Regions from separate parts of the Mus musculus genome. Here all the other regions are linked to region 1. A link is a contact called in public Hi-C, HiChIP or PLAC-seq and promoter capture Hi-C data. All regions are on one chromosome and are shown on one strand. The core of a region is the stretch at or near the end of the contact, and the rest is flanking DNA. Distances in the headings are between cores, read along the strand shown. Region 1 holds the start of Arid5b (AT rich interactive domain 5B (MRF1-like)). Region 2 has its middle 51 kb from the start of Gm33035. Region 3 has its middle 50 kb from the start of Gm32931. Region 4 has its middle 21 kb from the start of Gm32931. Region 5 overlaps Gm32931 (predicted gene, 32931). Region 6 has its middle 27 kb from the start of Gm32931.

Region 1 (3,057 bases), core at 168-2,667:
GCGCAAGTTATTTGAATGTATTATCCCAGTACCTGTCATTTATCACTTCAGTCAACACGCCTTTGCCAACTCAATTGCTTTTGATCTCATTCTGCCTCCGTTTCGTAATTTCCGCCCTCTTAAACATATCAAATACTTAAAAGAAAAAAAAAAAACGTGAACAATATCAAAACCCACTAAAAGAAAGCTACCCAGCCCAGGAGCCAGGCATGAAGTAAAAAAATTAAAAAAATTAAAAAGCAAAAAATATGTACATTAAAATATGTATATTAAAGCATGAGATATTAATCTTCAAGAAGAGGTAGCTAAACGAACACACACACACACACACACACACACACACACACACACACACACACCCTGGAACAAAACCCTTCTTGACAAGTTATTTGATCTTGACTAAAATCAGCAGTTGGACGGTCTTTGTAAAGCTGACAGCCAAACTCTGACAATGGTAAAATACTCCAGCCCCAGTTAGTGGCGCTACCCCTTTAAAAAACGAGCGGATCCTGCTCACCGCAGAACTGAATACAGTATTTTCAAGCTTGCCTTATAATACGCATTACTGGAGGGGGGGGGTAGATAATAAAGAAGGAAGAGAGGGAGAGATAGGTTTACCACCTCGCCATGGTCGCTATTTCTGCCCTGGGGAGTGTCTTCGGGGAGGAAATAAAGTTTCGAGCTGGATAAAAGTTGCCGGCTGGTCCTTTCTTCCCACAACAGCTGGAGCTCCGCTATGCAAATCGGATCCTTTGGCGTACATCTTACAAAGAAAAAGTCGCCAAGGGACAAGATTCTTGGTTTGCCTTCAAGGTGGAATTGAAAAGCCTTATAAAAAATATAAGGTCCGTGCAAGCCACACGGTGAGCCGACCCACTGCAGGAGGGGGAGAGAGAGGGAGAGAGAGAGAGAGAAAAAAAAAAGCACCACGTAAATAATGTAGCCATCAAGCACAAATATCTATTCCCAGGCACATTAACACACAAGACTCTCAATACAGACCGGCCCACAGATAGAACGCTGGGTGAAAAAATATTACAAAACCCACTAATTTTCTGCCTCCCTTAAAAAAAAAAAAAGAAAGAAAGAAAAAGAAAAGAAAAGAAAGAAAGAAAGAAAAGAAAAGAAAAAAAAAGCCCTCCGGGTCCCCACCACCCCTCCCCAGTTCCCCATATGAGGCGATAAAATTACATTATGTAGGTATGATCAGCGCAGGGATTTTTAAAAAAAACAATAAAAATGATTTTGGGGGGATGCAGAGGGTAAAAGTTTGGTAAAAAGTTTGTGGGGGGTGTGAGGGGGTGTGAGGGGGTGGGTGAGCTGGGGGGCTGGGGGGTGCCGGGGGGCGCCGGGACCGCAGGAGCGGAGGAGAGCGAAATACCTGGAGTGAGTTGGGCTCCATCTCGACGTTCTGAATTGATTGAACTCAACATTCTCTCCAAACTTGTTGGCTTGAATGGATTGCATCAGGTCCTGGCAGGGGAAAGCATTCTCTGCTTGCAGCCGGCGTGATGTCTCAATATAAAACTAAGCTCTAGCCTCCCCCTCAGCACCAAAATGATTGAAAATATATCCTAATATTTCCTCGAAGACTCAATTTTCATCTCCTGTAAAAAAGATGTGGGTTTGCTGCCAAAGATGGGTTGATCAAATTCGAAATAGGGAGAAGGGCTAAGTCCGACCTCGGCGGGAAGAGAATGGATCAAGGCAAAAAGCAGACAGGAAGATGTAAAAAAAAATTGAAACCCATCCTAAAACCAAGTAATGAGGGTATCTTTCTCTTCTCAGTTCCTCGTGTCTGTGGGTAACGTCGGTTGAGATTTTTGGAGCAGACCAAGTCTCTCGAGCTGCGTTGTGCATCTGACAGGACCTGCTTGTATATGTCTAATATAAAGAACATTTCCTGCAGAGATTCCGGGGCGCCGCTCCTCTTTCTAATGCTCCTTAGCAGATTTGCTGTTATTAGACATGTAGATTTGTTTGATAGTTAAATTACGTTTCCTCACTGCCATGTTTGAGAGAACTAATCTGTTAAATTATCTTCTGATGCCTATTTACACGGAAGGGAAAAGTGGGTTATCGATTATATAAACATATAAATATTAATGCATTTGTTCGCTTCGCAAAAAAAAAATACTCAGCAGGGGGGAAAAAAAGGAAGAAGAAGAGCAGAAAGACAAGTGAGCAGTACACACACGTCTCGTGATTTTGCAACAATATTGAACGGACAGCAACTACATTTAGGGAGAGGAACAATAAACCATGCATGATAAATCAATACATGCGAGCCGCGAGTCTGCTCGGAATATGAATTCGGGCTCTGGGTTCTGCGTGTGCATTCTTTAATTTTGAAGTATATACACTCGTACGTGTTTACAATGCTGATGGACGCCAAGGGCTCTCTCAAATGATAATGTGTTTATATAACCCGGCGCTACAGGAATAATATACCGACTTCTACCCCACCCCCAATCCTTCCCGTGCCCCCCTCCTCCCAAAAGGGAGGGGGAGCTTTCTCGGTAATAGTTTGAAACTGAAAAAAATAATCCATTTGCAAACTAGTTAAATACCATCAGAAATTAAGCTGTTGGAAACGGAGGTGGGGGGTGGTTAACACAACGTAAGACAATAAAGGTTTTAAATGTGTATATTTATTGTTCTGGAGCCCTGGAGCATTGCGCGGTTTGCATGCACGGCTATTATGCAAACAGAGAAACTTAAGAGCCACAGAACAAGGAACAGGCAGGGACTGCAAAACCCTCGCTCGCTGCGACCCAGCTGCCGGTCCTCCGCCTGGCTCGCTTGCATTTTCGCAGCATTGATGTAAAATGGTGTACTCGCTTCCTCCACCCCTTCCCGGCTCTCCTCCCACTCTTTCCAGCACCCCTCCCCAACCCCCCAGCGATTTTATTATATTGGCACCAATCTTTCCAGAGTGGGTCTGGCAGGCTAAAAAAGTAAACATGTACTATATGGGGGATAAGGTTTGTATAGTACGACAGTTGAAACTCGATCCGCGATAAAATTACAGGATGTTGAAATTACTAGCAAGCTATT
Region 2 (3,057 bases), core at 264-2,763, 700 kb after region 1:
CTCCAGCTCTGCTCCGGCCCCGCTCCAGCCATATTTATTTCATATATGTGGGTACACTGACACTGTCTTCAGGCACAGCAGAAGACAGCATCAGATGCCCATTATAGATGGTTGTGAGCTACCATGTGGTTGCTGGGAATTGAACTCAGGACCTCTGGAAGAGCAGTCAATGCTCTTAACTGCTGAGCCATCTCTTCAGCCCCTAATTCCTCATTCTTACCCCCAACCCCAACCCCTTTTATAAAATTTCTTCTTCCTCCCCCACTATCACCTTCACCACCATCTTCAGCACCATCATCATCTTCTTCTTCTTTATCATTATCACCATTATCACCACCACCATAACTGCCATTGTTGGAGTTCATCAAAAGACTCTCACTCACAAAGACCACAGAAACTGCCATCACTGCAAACCACATGAGGAATTTTATTGATCCAACATGTTGGGAACTCCCCTTTCAGCTCACAGGCCAGGGGAGAGACCCAGAACAAATAAAGAACATACTTTTTATACCTTTGTAAGGGGCAGATTTGGGAACAGGGTTCTCAGTGGTGTAGCAAGTAGTCCTTTCAGGCATCAGTTGGTTTGCATAGTGACTAAGTAACCCTTTGGTCTGCCCCCACAGTGGGTTATTATGATTTGGTCAGCAAAGCAGTAGTACATTTTGAAGTTATGGGTCAGTCACAGTTATTAACATTACAGGGAATCCTAGCAAGATCAGGGTGGTTTGTGGTCTTTTTCAGAATTCAGTGGGGGGCAGGAGAATTCTTCTGAGAACTGTTATTTTTGTTATGGTTATTTCTCTGAGAATGGCTAATATTGTTTTGGTAGGTGCAGGCTTAATCATATTGACTGCTAAAACTATGTTTTTACATTTGTTTAGTCAACCAGCTTCCTTATCTGGCTCTGCACTTGGCCTGCTAGTACAGTTTGGAAAGTCCTTTTCAAAGGGGGAAGGTACTGTGGTGGTCTTGAACTCATTTTGGATATTACACATCACCATCATCATGCTCCTCCCCCTTCTCCCTAAACATATTTCCACTTGGATGTTACCCAAGCATGCCCTAAAACTTCCTTTAAAATAATTTTCCACTCAGTGAGTAAGATTGAAAATCCATTCCTACAACTCCTGTTTGGAGCAAGCAGCAATTTTTTAATGCCACCTGTTACCCAACAGAAGTGTATTTTTCTGGAATCAGGTATGATTTCTCTCCCTCTCATCTCACGCTACCTGATTGAAAACCCCCATTTTACCTTTATGGCTTTGCCTGTCACCTTTGTAAATTATAGAGCCAGCTGGCTTCCGGAGATGCTGGCACAGCAGGGATTTATTTTAAATTGACATTTTTGGTGTGCCCAAGTGTGGCCCTATTTGCTCACTGAGAGCTTCGGGGATGGGGATGCTGTAAAGTTTCATCAGGCTTTCCTCCCTCTTGCTGGGCTGCCCCATCACCAACGTGGAACATTATTTTCCCCTTACGTGGCCACTCTGGCTTGATTTCTGCTCCTCTCCTCGGCTTGTGGTGAGCTCAAACACATTCCACTTACATTAAGTTATTTTGACGTCGGTGTGTGAAGTCCACCTAGTGTGGGATGAACCCGAGTCAGAAACTAGTTATTTTAGTCCCAAGAAACAGCTTCATTGTTGTGTGAGATAGATGCACTTGCAACACTCGATCCTAAGGGTTGTTTGATGCTATTGTGGTGATTACCATTGGAGACAAAATCTCCCTCCCTTGATACTGGCGGGATGCAAAGTAAAACTTTTTTGGGCAGAAGTCTGGGTTCCTTGAGAAGCCTGATAATCACACAAGGCAAATGTGGGATGTCTGTGAGCCTGAATGGAGACACCACCAGTCTTTCCTCCCTGCAGACTTCTGGTCTACCTGCTTCCTGATCAGCCTCCACCAAGCTTGGAGTCCAGCTCTACCGATAAACAGATTTAAAGCTCCTTCCACCAGGATCCCCACTACTCAGAGGAGCTCAGCCTCTGCTGCTCCTCTCTGACTAGTGCCCATGTGTCCATGGCAATAAAACCAGGTTCTCTCCCTTTTTGCTGCCTCTGTTAAGTACTGTCTAAGTGTATGAAGAACTTCCAAGCAGTGGCTTTTCCTTCCTGTATTCTGTATTTCATGAAACAACCATCTCCATGTAGGAGCTGCTGGCGTGGAGTAATCTCTTCTTTACCCTCTGCCCCTGAATGTAGTCAGACTTGGAGCCTGAATGTGTCTAATCCAGAGTCTCTCAAAGTTTAGCCACCACAGCAATGTACACAGTAGGAGCTCAATAATTGCCTGTAGGTGGGCCTTTCTTGGCTGGTAACTCTTGGGTATAGAAGATTTTGCTCTGCGGGATACATTTCACAAAGCCACAAACATTTATGTCAGGATTGGCATCTATGAGGTATAAGCCAAGGATGTTACAAGCCACCCCAAAATGTATAAGATGCACACACACACACATGCAAACACACAGGAATGTACATAAACAGTCACACACATGCTCATGCATGCACACACACATATACACATGCACATATGTACACACACGGGAATGTACACACATATGCATGCACACATGCATACATATACATACACTCACACACACACATGCATGCACATACACACGAACACACAACACACACATGCGCACACAAACACACACACACAGAGGAATGTTCATACACAAATACACATATATAAAATGGGAAGAGTGGGGACAGAAAGCAGAAAGCAAATATAAATAGTAAACTTGGGAGTAAACAAATATTTTCTCCATTCTTTGTTAAAACCCCTTCACAAAACACCTCCCACTTTCTCTTTCTTCTCCTCATTCAATTTACATAACAATGTCAAAGATTATGATGTTCCACACTGGTCTTGATGCCTTCCCTACTAATCTTTACCAAGCCCCACTACGCACACCCTCTCCCAGGATATTCTGAAACAGTATATCCCATTGGATTCTTGTGGCCAATGTCAGAACAAAAAGAAAAAATAATCATGTTAACTGTTCCAGGACAACATGTCTTAGTAGAAGGTCAGCAAATATAAATC
Region 3 (3,057 bases), core at 194-2,693, 590 kb after region 1:
TGATGGCCGACTAGGCCATCTTTTGATACATATGCAGCTAGAGTCAAGAGCTCCGGGGTACTGGTTACTTCATAATGTTGTTCCACCTATAGGGTTGCAGATCCCTTTAGCTCCTTGGGTACTTTCTCTAGTTCCTCCATTGGGGGCCCTGTGGTCCATTCAATAGCTGACTGTGAGCATCCACTTCTGTGTTTGCTAGGCCCTGGCATAGTCTCACAAGAGACAGCTATATCTGGGTCCTTTCAGCAAAATTTTGCTAGTGTATGCAATGGTGTCAGCGTTTGGAAGCTGATCATGGGATGGATCTCTGGATATGGCAATCACTAGATGGTAAAGGTCTTTCTAGCCATTCCTGATGTTTGAATCAAGTACTGGAGTTTGCTTTGGAGGCGTTGAATGTTGAGTGAGAAGGCCGTCCTTCAAACCTGATCTTCTAGAGAGGGTGGGTTGGATGAGACACGGTTGACAAACTCTCCATCAACTCAAGAGGCAGAAGGAGAGCAGAGGGGCTTCAAGAGAAAATGCACAGGACTTGGATGTCCACCCACAACCTGAGGCGGCCATCAGTCCTAGCCACAAGTTTGTCAGCTCAGTCGTCAGGGACTCTTGACGGACACAGGGAATCACTTGAGTCACATGTGTTTGGTGGCTCCCTGGTGAATATTATTGATGAACCAATGAATCTATGGATGGATGGAATAAGTGTTACTGGTCATTAAAAAAAAATGTGGTTCCCCTGTCTGGGCTTCTGGGGCTTGAAGAGTCAAGTCGCTAGTATTGAAGTGGGAGCTTTGTCTGTTGCATGGTATGATGGGGAATGGAGAAGACAGAGCAAGAACTTTGCTTCAGATGAGTTAATTACCTGGTATTGGCTCTTTAATATTTGACCTGAGAGGTGACAAAGACGAAATGTGAGACTTGCTATTGATAGTGTCCACATTATTGTAATGCCACCTAATCTTCATATATATGTGCATACACACACATACACACACACATCTATATGTGTGTGTATACATAAAAATATGTGTGTGTGTATATATATATATATACATATATATATATATATATATATGTATATATACTTACATATATAAAGCTTTGATTTTTATTTACATTTGTCTGTGTGTGTGCACATTTGAGTACCCCCATGTGCACCATGAAGAAGTTAGGGTATCAGAGCCCCAAGAAGAGTTGGGGTAAAAGGCAGTTGTAAGCCACCCTATATTGGTCCTGGGAAGCCCACCCCAGTCCTCTGCAAGAGCAGTATACAGTCTTAACTGCTGAGCCGTTTCTCTGGTCCTGTATTTGAATATTTTTGCCCCTACTCGCTGGTTGCAACATTCTCAGTGCGTTCAATATTATCAGCCAGCTTATGAAAGCTTCAGCTCATTAGGAAACTGAAAGAATACAGTGTTGCCAAGTTTCTAATCAATCAGTCCACGAACATCCATCATGAGCTGTGTGCTGAATGCTGAGTAAGGCAGTTAGCCTAAGATAGAATAACATGGCTCTGCACTGGGCAGTGTTATAGTTAATTGAGGAAATTATACAAACTTAAGAGAAGCTTATTAAATATCACATATGTACTTAAGTGCTGTGAATTGAATTGGTATATACTGAAGGGAGCCAGAGTGACCAAGGTCATCTTACCAGCCAGTCAGAGAGCGTCTAAAGGAAACTGCATTTGCTCTGACATCCTAAATGTGTTGCGTGCACACCTACTGTGTGCAAGTCCTTGTGCTTAGCATTGGAAATCCTGTCTTATTTGATATAACAACTCTTTAACACCGTGTTGGATAACTTTCCTAATATTTTGGCCCTTTAAAATAGTTCCTCATGTTGTGGTGACCCACAGCCATAAAATTATTTTTGTCACTGCGTCATAGCTATAATTTTGCTGCTGTTATGAATGGTAATATAAATATCTGATATTCAGGATATCCAATACTCGACCCTTGTGAAAGGATTGGTCACCTCAAAAAAGTCACAACCCACAGGTTGAGAACCATCTCTTTTACAAAACATAACTTTGCCCCACTTTAATGGTGCGAAAAGACATGAATTAGAAACATTAACCAGAACACCAGCTGTCAACACAGCCAACAGCAGACATTATTCTTCTCATCACTGTGACAGAGAGGAAAACTGTATTTTGCTCAGAGTTCCTTGGTGGCGAATGTGTGCCCACATATACGAAGGCAGGAGGGGTCCTGTCCATAGCTGGGGGTCTTTATACCTCCAGAGGACAAGATGCAAAGAGATCATACTGGAAGTCAGCAAGATCCCTAAGACGTGTCCCACAAGTGACCTATGACCTCTGGTTATGCCCCCACCTCCTTGATTTTCCATGGCTCCCCTAAATGCTGCTACCACTGGGGGTCAACTGCTCAACGGTGAACCTGTAGAGGACAACGGCACACGAACGGCGCTTGAGTCAACTTTACACCAAAGCGCATGTGCAAGTCCTTATGTAGCCTGCATCTCCATGAAGAAGGAACTACGACTCACCTGTGCATAAATGCCCTGGGGCCGTGCAGCAAGCTGCAAAGGCAGCTCCTACAGGAGGACCTAATTGAGGACTGCCTGAGAGATCAAGGATTGCTGACATAGACAATGTCAGCCAATCAGGAACGGCTGTTTAGAAGCTCTGCTTTCTTGTGACCAATGAAGCGCAGGTGGTGAATATTAAAGGAACTTGCAATGCAATTTTCTCACCTGCTCCTGGAGCCTAGGTTAATTCCATACTGCCACACCTCCAACCCCACCAAGGGTAAGTAGGGTCAGACAGGGAGTGGTCCAGGGCACAGGCAGCGTCTCCAGAGACTGCATGAAAGTGGAGGCGGACTAATGGCCTGTAGGTCTGATTTCAGTATTTTTCTTTTTTGCTTATGTCAACTAAATCTAGACTTACAAGATATAAAGACGATATTCCTTTTATTTGCTTTAGCTTTCTTCCCTTAATGTTACCATAGTATGAAACTACACTACAACAACAATAACAACAAATACCGAGGGGGCTGGTGATTTGGCTCAGAGGTAACACTGTTGCTCTTG
Region 4 (3,057 bases), core at 287-2,786, 570 kb after region 1:
CAGAGTAAGTCACTACTAAGTTGCCAGGAATAGAAACACAACTGGGATATCTGTAAGGCAGTACTGTAGATATTGGTTATTTTAACCTATGGTGTTAGGATCAGCTTCTGCATCCATTTTTAAATCATGAAATTAAGCTGGACTGTAAATCAAAAATGTATTCCTTGTTTCAAAAACAACAAACAAACAAACAAAACCCCCAGAGTCTATAATTTTTTTATAATGTACTTATGCCATAGCAGAAACTAGTCAGGAGGCACAAACATACCAGTTTCATTTGACAATATATTCTAGCTAGAATGTGAGAGTAAGTTATTGTGAAGCCTGGTATGAGCAGAGGTATTATTTGATAAATAGATAATAGGATATTTAATGAAGGGTTGAGTGTTACCAGGCACTGCTGGGATCTCTGAGGCACATTTCAAAAGGAACCCTTATCTTTGCGTTGCTTGAGATTAATTCTGATTATTAACAGAAAGAGACATTTCATGTTAATCCAAAACATACAGACTTGATATTTTAAGAACTGAAGAGAAAAAGGACATAAATGGAAAGGGCTTAGGATGGGGCAGAGAATATTACTATTCTCATTTATAAAATAAAACACATGGACACTGTGAGTGCTCGCTGTTAGGAATACGTTTGTGTTGTAGGCATGGACTTAGCTATATGTAATGTATATTTATGATCACAAATATATGTGAGTATATTTTAAGCATACAGGGAAGCTATACAACACATAGCATAAAGTGTAAATAAACACTTTATTATAATTTATTATTAATTGTATTCTCATGTTTTCAAAAGCGCACAGTGTGACCACAAAACGACGCCTAAACTCTTCACTTTCTAGGACTCTGCCATTGATTTCCAGCAAATGCAAAGTCATAAGTATTGGTTAAGGCAACACATTTCTCACTGATCCAGTGAGCGTCGAGGCTGCTGCTACCAGCTATATGATTACAGAAATATTGAGGGACATCGACATGGGGGAACTTAGTCCACTCGTTACATTTTCCTGGTGACCAAAAAGAAAAAAATCACATTATGAATACTTTACAGGGTTAAAGAAACCAGTGTAGTGTTATCTGAAAAGCTGTGGAGTTTCCAGGGTTCTTGACTAGAGAGGAACCAACACGAGGACAGCGGGTATTTAAGGTAGAAATGATTGGAGAAAAGCCTAGGTGGAGATGAGATGCAGAAGTAAGGGGGCTAGCCAGAAACTGGGAATCAGCCGTGAGTTCAGCTCTGACTCACTCATGCGCACAGCAGCAAAGCTCTCTGGCATCCACTTCCTGACCGGGTTTTATTCACTTACTGCGATTCTGTCATCCCGATGCTTGAAAAATACATAGAAATCTTACACAGGTGACGGGTTAAAACACTTTTCAGAAAGAGCTGAGTGAGAAGTCTGACTCAGAAATCTGAGGAAGGATGACGAGGTTGGACCCAGATCCCAAACGTGATAAGAAGGAAGCTGCAAGCACCTATAACCCTCAACCTTCAATTCAGATGACTGTAGTTTGTGCAGTGCGCCCCATGTGGTTGAACACATAGTTCCTGGCTGGTAGTGATGCCCTAGAAGGAAGGAAGTAGAGACTCAGTAGGAAAATTGGGTCATTTGGGAGTAGGTCTTCAGGTTTTATGGCATGGACCACTTCTCTACTCCCTCCTTGTAGATGCTATGGGACCAGATGCCCCATACACCTGCTAACATGGGCTGTAGCTGTATCCCTTCAGATTGAAAGCCACAGTCACATCAGAGCTTGTCAACATTTTTGTTGTTGTTGTTGTTGCTGCTGCTGTTGTTATGACAGCAATGAGAAAGTTAGCCAATACAGTAAGAAAGAAGTCTGAGGCAGAAACACAGCCCTGGTTCAAACCCGGGTGCTCTGTACTCTTCTTATATTAGGGGGGATCGATATACCAGGAGTGGAGGTGGGGATGGGGTGAGGAAGAAGAGATGAGTATATTTCTAGGAAAAGACAGACAGGACTGGAAGTTGGAAGGCAAGGATACAGGCATGGCGTGGTGAGAGCATCACCATCACCCGGGCACGCATGAGAGGATGAAGTAGAAAACAGGAAGAGGAAGCACTTAAGTATGTGGTGTTAGAAATGAATTGGCGTTTTGCATATTCCCAATGCTCTTTTTTTTTTTTTTTTTTTTTTTTGTGGTTTTTCGAGACATGGTTTCTCTGTGTAGCCCTGGCTGTCCTGGAACTCACTTTGTAGACCAGGCTGGCCTCGAACTCAGAAATCTGCCTGCCTCTGCCTCCCCACAATTCTCTTGAGTTTGACTCAGACAAGGCCCTTCCTGGAAATAATTATACTGCTTCCATCTTTTCTTCGACTTCTTTTCCTAGTCTTGCTAAACCTTAGGTCATAGGTGATGCACTGGACACTCCTGGTGGGTTAACAACAGACCGTTTGACCTGCAAAATATTTATATCGCTGCTGCTAGGATTACATTATGAAATGGGAGTTGCCTGTGTGCTAACCTCCCTTCTCCTGCAACTCTCCACGGGGGTGAGGATGTGAGGTTAAATGAGAAATGCTGAATGATTACAGTATTGTTTTACTTACATGGAGGCCTGCTTCCTCTCTGTTTCTTCATCATGGCTCACAGGCTCAGAAAACACAATCACGTCTGTGCTTTTCATCCTGGAAGCTATAAACTGGAATTGAAGCCACATTTCTGAAACTATGTACAAGAAATATAAGCTTTTGTCAATTTCAGAGCCACCTCAGACGTGGACGTTGGGTCGAGACATTCTCTTGCTTGACAACCCCCTCTTTCTTCCCACCCTTTTTCTTCCCTCCCTCCCTTAAAGCAAATATTGATTTCTTACAATGTTTTAGCCCTTGGTTCAGAAGAAATTGCACTGATAAAATACTTGACCAAAGCAGCATAGAGTAAGGGGGTGTTTATTTCCAATAATGAAACTCCCTGGGTCATATACTCACACCATCACACTATGTCCTAAAGATGCCAAGCTCCCATTGACAATATGGATAACATGTTTTCTCTAAAGTTGGGAGTAATCTGTCACCATGC
Region 5 (3,057 bases), core at 224-2,723, 540 kb after region 1:
TTACTATGATTGATTATTATTAATTATATTGCTATTCGCTATAACTGTTCATGTACACATGTGCGCCCATGTGTGTGTGTGTGTGTGTATAGGCACATCCATGTTGAGGTCAGAAAGCAACTTTCAGGAGTAGGTACTCTCTTTCCAAACTTTGTTGAGTCAGGGTCCCTGAATTTCTGCTGTGCTTTGCACCCTACACTAGCCAGCCAGGAGCTTCCTTTTGAGTCTCTTGTCTCTCCATCCCTTCTCATTGTGGGAGGGCTGTGAGCATGCCCGTCCATATGGCTTTGTATAGAGTTCTGAGACTCAAACTCAGATTATCAGGTACGTGCTGAAAGTTCTTTCATACACTGAACCATTTGACTCTGTTGATGTCACATTTTAATATGATGATTCCATTGTCTTTGTATTTTATTGCACTGTTTTTGCCATAGTTGACTTTGACAAGTGTTCTCTTTTCTCCTACCCACCCCTCTTCCTTGCATTTGCATACATTTAGACACATCCAAAATCTCTCAAGCAGTCATGAATAGCTGAAAAATGGCTTCTTACCCCATTTTCCAAGGTCTACTAGAGAGTTCAAGCTTTCCCAAGGACCAAGACACATGCCATTCATCAATGGGGTTTCTGCTCGGTCCATAAGGAGCCAATTTAAATTTCTCCCCACTAAGTAATACGGCAGGTCACGTCCTGATGTCAACATTTGCTTTGAGTTCTTTTCCACTCGGTGGGGTTTATAACATGTGTAAAGTATTTTCTTTCTTGGCTCTTCAAGAGTGGATTACACATGTATGTAAAAGCAAGAAGGAAATGAGTGTATACTTTTCCAGGAAAAAAAAGCCTTTCAAAAATGAATGATCACTTTATTATTTTCTCAGATAAAATTAACTCCATCACTTGAAAGAAATACAACACTCATATTTAATGCAAAGTATTGAGATGAGAGAATGAAATACGTCTATATTTATAATTCATCACAACATTTTATATTCAATTTTCACTTTGCCAAGATGCATCCATCACTGTAATTTAGAAAAATAGAAGAATCATTAATACTTTACGAAGAAATGTCAGGGGGTAGGCAGAATTCCTTCTAGCACAGGTTTTATTTCAGCACGTCGTATTTTCAGCTCTTTGATGAAGACAAAAATCCCAAGGGGAAAAAGTAAATGTTGCAATATGTCCTCTTAATATGTGAGACATACAGCATTAGCCATCGAAGATTACAAACGTAGTTAAAAAGTAGCATCTGTCCTCTGGTCCGTCCACTCTAGGGACTGACCACAGGAGCTGGCCACTGGAAGAATGAGAGTTCATTTTTCCTTTTGGGTCCAGTTTTCATGAAAAGACAGCATCATGTCTCTAGGGATTGGCCTCAGAGCAGCATTTTGTAAATCACTTACCATATATCAGTCTCCACTCGACAGACTATAAGTCGCTGGTGCTTTCTATTGGCGAAACCTCGGGATATCTATAAAATGGAAGGAAATGGTTTCCAGCAGGACAAGCTACACAGATGAAGACACACGTGTGCACAGTGAAAGTGGTCCAGACTTTCCCGCAGAACCCTCTTTCCTTCTTGACTTTCCAATCCTGCCGAGGAAAATTGAAGCTGTAAACATAATCTTAACTGAAACCTATTTTACTGGACTCAAATAATTCATCAACAATATCACAAGGTTTCTTTGCTCTTAAGCCATGTTTTCTGCTAATTGCCTGGCTGATCCTCTAGTGAGTCTGTAACTCTCCACTCAGGCCCTCTCAGAGCCTGATTCCAACTTGTCTCATATTAGTGATGAGAGCATTGGATCCACATGCAACTTGCTCTACATTAAAGCCTTTTGAGATGGTCCTTCTGGAGATTTGGTCTCTTTAACAGCTAAGAAAGCATGAAGAATATCGTGCAGAAACATTGATTCAAAGAGAAAGGACCGTGTGCCCCCCCACCCCCTGTCATTCATCATTGTAAATTAGATTTCTCTAAAATGAAGTTGCAAATATGGGTTTTATTACTCCATTTATAAGCTTAGACTTAAAAAGAAATAATCCAAACTGAAAAGCAGCTTTACCCTTTAAGGAAAAGGTGGCATGCATCCAGGTTCACAGGCAGCCAGAATCCAAACAGGTTCAACAAACAGCCATTTAATGGTGTGATTTTTCTGATGAGTGATAGATACAGATTCAGCCTGGAAGCTTTAAAAAAATGGTAATGAGGTTTTGGATAAAAATATGTTGGAAAAATCTCACCACCAAAGAGTCATACTATTGAGCAGAAAAGGGTAGCCTCTGACTCAGTTTCCCATTGTCTAGCTTCCTAAATACAAAGGACAGAAGGAGTCACACAGAAGCCAAATAAGAGACAGGTGATTCTGAGGACCAAAGGCCAAGATAGAAGTGAAGAGATACAGACTTAAAACCAAACAAGGACAATGTAAAAGCAGATAGAGCTACTAACTCTTGTCTTTCTTTCTTTTTTATTTATTAGGTATTTTCTTCATTTACATTTCCAGTGCTATCCCAAAAGTTCCCATACTCTCCCCCCCAGTCCACTACCCACCCACTCCCACTTCTTGGCCCTGGCATTCCCCTGTACTGGGGCATATAAAGTTTGAAAGACCAATGGGTCTCTCTTTCCAATGATACATATGCAGTTAGAGACACGAGCTCCGGGGGATACTGGTTAGTTCATACTGTTGTTCTACCTATAGGGTTGCAGACCCCTTTAGCTCCTTGGGTACTTTCTCTAACTCCTCCATTGGGGGTCCTGTGATCCATCCAATAGCTGACTGCGAGCATCCACTTCTGTGTTTGCTATGCCCTGGCATAGCCTCACAAGAGACAGCTATATCAGGGTCCTTTCAGCAAAATCTTGCTAGTGTATGCAATGCTGTCAGTGTTTGGAGGCTGATTATGGGATGGATCCCGGGGTATGGCAGTCTCTAGATGGTCCATCCTTTTGTCTCAGCTCCAAACTTTGTCTCTGTAACTCCTTCCATGAGTGGTTTGCTCCCAATTCTAAGAAGGGGCAAAGTGTCCACACTTTGGTCTTCGTTCTTC
Region 6 (3,057 bases), core at 210-2,709, 520 kb after region 1:
CCAGGTAAAAATTGAGACATGGTCTCTCAAAGTATTGAACTTAAGACTACAGTACTGTATTTCCTTAGCTTTCGGGAAAATCGAGAAAAGGGTAGCAGAAAGACAGCCACCCCAGTCACAACCCAGTGAAGAGCAAATTCAAGATCAAAATGCCCTCTCTACAAAGGCAATTTAGAAGAATAGAACAAAATTAAGCACCTTTAGTTTTTACTGTCACATCCTGTGTCCTTGAAATAGTCTTACCTACTGCAATGTGAGATTTAGACAATAATTTCGTATTTTTAACTTTCTTTCTACAACCTCTTTGGAAGCAAGTTCTATCTATCTATCTATCTATCTATCTATCTATCTATCTATCTATCTATCTATAGATGTATGTTTGTATTGAACATTGGACAATAGTTTTATATGAGATGGAGCCTTCTGACTGAGTCTGAATCTTCAGCTTTGTGAAGCAGCTATGTTCCATCAGTAAGCAGGAGTGAGCAGAAGTCAACTTTAAATGTTTTCTTCTCTATGATTTGAGGTTTTCTAGGCTTTAGTCTCACCAGCAAAGATCATCTGCTGTTTTCATAACTGCATCCAAGTGTACCCCATAAAAGAGACAACCGCTGGAGCAAGGTAACTGCTCAGTCAGTGAAGTGTACCCTGAAAGCACAGACCTGAGTCTGTATACCAGCCTCACAGAAAAGCAGGAAACAAACCTACACACCTGAAACCCCAAGGCTTGGACCAGGGGTGGAGACAGGTGGATCCTGGGAGCTCATTGGTTAGTTAGTTAGCCTAGCTGGGTAGGGTAACTCTAAGTTCTGTGAAAAACCCTATCTCAAAATATAAGGTAGAGAACAAACAAGAAAGGCACCTGATTTTGACCTCCAGCAACCACATGCATGTGCGTGTGTGTGTGTGTGCGCGCGCGCACACACACACACACACACACACACACACAGACACACTGCTCCATACACCCATACACATATGCACAAATGCACACTAATGTACATTATGAGCGCTCACGCGTGCGCATACACAGACACACACACACGCACACAGGCACACAGATGACAACTATTCCCATAGGTAGGATCAAAGTGGACTCACTCTATGTTCTTAACTGTTAACTACTTTGCTATCAACAGCTTCCACCTTCCAGAATGTTCCCATGCTCCTTAAAAATGGAGAAGCAAGGCTCGACTGGCTCTTTCCAGTGAAATGTTTGAATCGTGCACATTTGTTCAGAGAAAACGCTTTCCATTGTTTCTGCGGCACTGGGACTAATTAGGTCAGAACGTTTTCTTTTGATTGTCTCCCTTTTCTGAATTTAATGAAGGTGGAAAAAGAAATAAAGCTAATTTTCCCTCCACATGCTAGAACCCTTTACCACACTTGTAGGACAGTTAAGAGCATCCAGAGCACAGAAGACAAACACGGAGGTGGCAGGAAGTGGGTGGGGCTCTGGAACAGATCTTGGGACTTTCCATGACACAGAAGCCCGCTTCCCTCCCAGCCTGGTCCCTGGGGGCATAAGCCCTTGAAGTTACCCTCCTGGTGAGTCTGCGCATCAGTACACTCAAAGGGAAACAGAGGCTTCCTTTCTCAACCCTCATTTGCATAAGTTGAAACTTAATCCAACTCTGCTGAGATGTTCCTCAGTTCTGGCATCTGCCCCACTCTTGCCTTCTCCTTCCCCCTCAACTTCCCCAGGCTTTCTCAAATCAAACCGGCATAATTTCTCTCTGTGAAAGCTCAATTGGTGACCTTGGGAAGTCAGAGCGGCTTCCAAAAGGAATTCATTACTGTGTTGAGGTGACATTGGCTTTCATGAAAACGAATGTTCTGAAACAAACTATCAGCTTTGGAAAAATAATTCATCACATTTTTTTTTGGTGGGGAGGAGGATAAAATGTCTCGCGTTAAAAAGGACCTCTCGTGGGTGACCTATCTGTCATGAAAAGCGTTGTTAGGACAGTCTGTGCTGTTTGGAAGCCTGGAACATGGACGCTTTCATGCCGACTTTCAGGAGAACAAGGTGAATCATGAAACACTCAAAATTATTCTCCCGTGGTTCTGTTGAAATGATTCTAATTGTTTCTGAAGGTGCACCTGGGAGACAGAGATGGGAAGTGGGGTTCCTGGGTTCTGCCCAGTTCAGTGAGTGATGGGGATGGGCGGCACTTCTGCAGCTTCTCTGTCAGCCAGCGGACTCCTCTCACTGTCTGGGCAGGCTCTGCCAGTTTGCTTCTTCTCAAGGAGACAGAATACTTACTGCTTGCTCCAGAATTTAAAGGTTAACAACACACCTTCCATGATTTTTTTCCTTAATTTTGAAAGATTATAGTAAAATTATGTTTATTTAAATCTAAGATTAATGTCTACCCTTCAAGGAAGCTTATTGGGTAGCGACGCATGCTACCAGGTCTGACTAGCTGAGTCCAATCCCCAGAATCCACGTGGTAGAAGGGAAGAAAGAACGTCCTGCAACTTGTTCTCTGGCCTCCATATGCTTACCAGAGTACCATATGTGTGCATGCATACACACATGTGCATATACACTAAATAACTGTGAAACTTAAAACAACATTCACGTGTCTTATAGCTTAAGCCCTAATATTATGTCATATTTACTTTAGACGTTTACTTATTTGAAAGAAGGTGAGGGTTTCATTTCAGCATTTTTTAAAAATTACGTCTATGTATGTGTGTATGTGTGTCTGTGTCGGCACAGGCATTTGAATATAGGAGCCAGCAGTGACCAGAAGATGTCATTGAATGTCTTGGGAGATGGATTTACAAGATGTTGTGAACTGCCCAATACAGATGCTGGGAAATGAACTCTTCTGCAAGAGTAGTCAGTGTTCTTAACCACTGAGCCATCTCTCCAGCTCCACTTTTCCTCTCTCTCTCTCTCTCTCTCTCTCTCTCTCTCTCTCTCTCATTCTTTCCTTCCTTCCATCCTTCCTTTCATTCATTCACTCTTTCTTTCTGTCTTCTCTTATTGCTGTATGTAAGCATGAGTGATGTGCATGTGAGCACAATTATCAAGGTGGACCCATGGAG

The links. Promoter capture Hi-C pulls out the DNA fragments that hold promoters and counts their contacts. A called contact is a pair of places that touch in the nucleus more often than the background predicts. HiChIP or PLAC-seq counts read pairs in DNA pulled down with a chosen protein or histone mark.
Region 2: a Hi-C map of embryonic fibroblasts shows a contact between it and region 1, with 3 times the contacts expected there. The contact joins the enhancer-like site here to the promoter of Arid5b in region 1. A contact is called at or near these places in 8 of 39 promoter capture datasets (the 3T3-L1 cell line, 3T3-L1-derived adipocytes, cranial neural crest and 4 more), 2 of 484 Hi-C or Micro-C datasets (adipose-derived mesenchymal stem cells and embryonic fibroblasts) and 9 of 115 datasets of contacts at active chromatin or transcription factors (astrocytes, bone marrow-derived macrophages, craniofacial prominence and 6 more).
Region 3: a contact with region 1 is called in a promoter capture Hi-C map of liver, with 2.8 times the contacts expected there. The contact joins the enhancer-like site here to the promoter of Arid5b in region 1. A contact is called at or near these places in 6 of 39 promoter capture datasets (the 3T3-L1 cell line, hippocampal neurons, liver and 2 more), 2 of 484 Hi-C or Micro-C datasets (the AML12 cell line and palatal mesenchyme) and 5 of 115 datasets of contacts at active chromatin or transcription factors (bone marrow-derived macrophages, craniofacial prominence, embryonic hindbrain and 2 more).
Region 4: a contact with region 1 is called in a promoter capture Hi-C map of pre-B cells, with 4 times the contacts expected there. The contact joins the enhancer-like site here to the promoter of Arid5b in region 1. A contact is called at or near these places in 8 of 39 promoter capture datasets (the 3T3-L1 cell line, the C10 cell line, frontonasal cranial neural crest and 4 more) and 7 of 115 datasets of contacts at active chromatin or transcription factors (bone marrow-derived macrophages, craniofacial prominence, embryonic fibroblasts and 3 more).
Region 5: an H3K4me3 HiChIP or PLAC-seq map of neural tube shows a contact between it and region 1, with 5 times the contacts expected there. The contact joins the enhancer-like site here to the promoter of Arid5b in region 1. A contact is called at or near these places in 4 of 39 promoter capture datasets (cranial neural crest, hippocampal neurons, liver and 1 more) and 7 of 115 datasets of contacts at active chromatin or transcription factors (bone marrow-derived macrophages, craniofacial prominence, embryonic forebrain and 4 more).
Region 6: a promoter capture Hi-C map of pre-B cells shows a contact between it and region 1, with 2.9 times the contacts expected there. The contact joins the enhancer-like site here to the promoter of Arid5b in region 1. A contact is called at or near these places in 12 of 39 promoter capture datasets (the 3T3-L1 cell line, 3T3-L1-derived adipocytes, the C10 cell line and 8 more) and 8 of 115 datasets of contacts at active chromatin or transcription factors (the NIH/3T3 cell line, bone marrow-derived macrophages, craniofacial prominence and 5 more).

What each region holds. Positions count from the first base shown.
Region 1 is chr10:68,277,309-68,280,365 of GRCm38.p6, forward strand. It overlaps Arid5b (AT rich interactive domain 5B (MRF1-like)), which reads right to left and starts at 1,418. Exons shown (of 10, transcript NM_023598.2): 1 at 1,382-1,418; 2 at 622-876. The coding sequence starts at 1,402.
Region 2 is chr10:68,980,973-68,984,029 of GRCm38.p6, forward strand. No RefSeq gene overlaps it. Among named protein-coding and RNA genes, the nearest start is that of Gm33035, 51 kb to the right of the region's middle. Within about 2 kb of position 1,514, at least 2 of the 459 cell types and tissues checked have an H3K27ac peak or open chromatin away from gene starts, as enhancers often do. A contact at or near this core is called in embryonic fibroblasts, where this site is marked.
Region 3 is chr10:68,870,903-68,873,959 of GRCm38.p6, forward strand. No RefSeq gene overlaps it. Among named protein-coding and RNA genes, the nearest start is that of Gm32931, 50 kb to the left of the region's middle. Within about 2 kb of position 1,444, at least 4 of the 459 cell types and tissues checked have an H3K27ac peak or open chromatin away from gene starts, as enhancers often do. A contact at or near this core is called in liver, where this site is marked.
Region 4 is chr10:68,842,730-68,845,786 of GRCm38.p6, forward strand. No RefSeq gene overlaps it. Among named protein-coding and RNA genes, the nearest start is that of Gm32931, 21 kb to the left of the region's middle. Within about 2 kb of position 1,537, at least 10 of the 459 cell types and tissues checked have an H3K27ac peak or open chromatin away from gene starts, as enhancers often do. A contact at or near this core is called in pre-B cells, where this site is marked.
Region 5 is chr10:68,816,813-68,819,869 of GRCm38.p6, forward strand. Gm32931 (predicted gene, 32931) reads right to left here. Exons shown (of 3, transcript NR_168586.1): 2 at 1,404-1,593. Among named protein-coding and RNA genes, the nearest start is that of Gm32931, 4.4 kb to the right of the region's middle. Within about 2 kb of position 1,474, at least 4 of the 459 cell types and tissues checked have an H3K27ac peak or open chromatin away from gene starts, as enhancers often do.
Region 6 is chr10:68,794,147-68,797,203 of GRCm38.p6, forward strand. No RefSeq gene overlaps it. Among named protein-coding and RNA genes, the nearest start is that of Gm32931, 27 kb to the right of the region's middle. Within about 2 kb of position 1,460, at least 71 of the 459 cell types and tissues checked have an H3K27ac peak or open chromatin away from gene starts, as enhancers often do. A contact at or near this core is called in craniofacial prominence and pre-B cells, where this site is marked.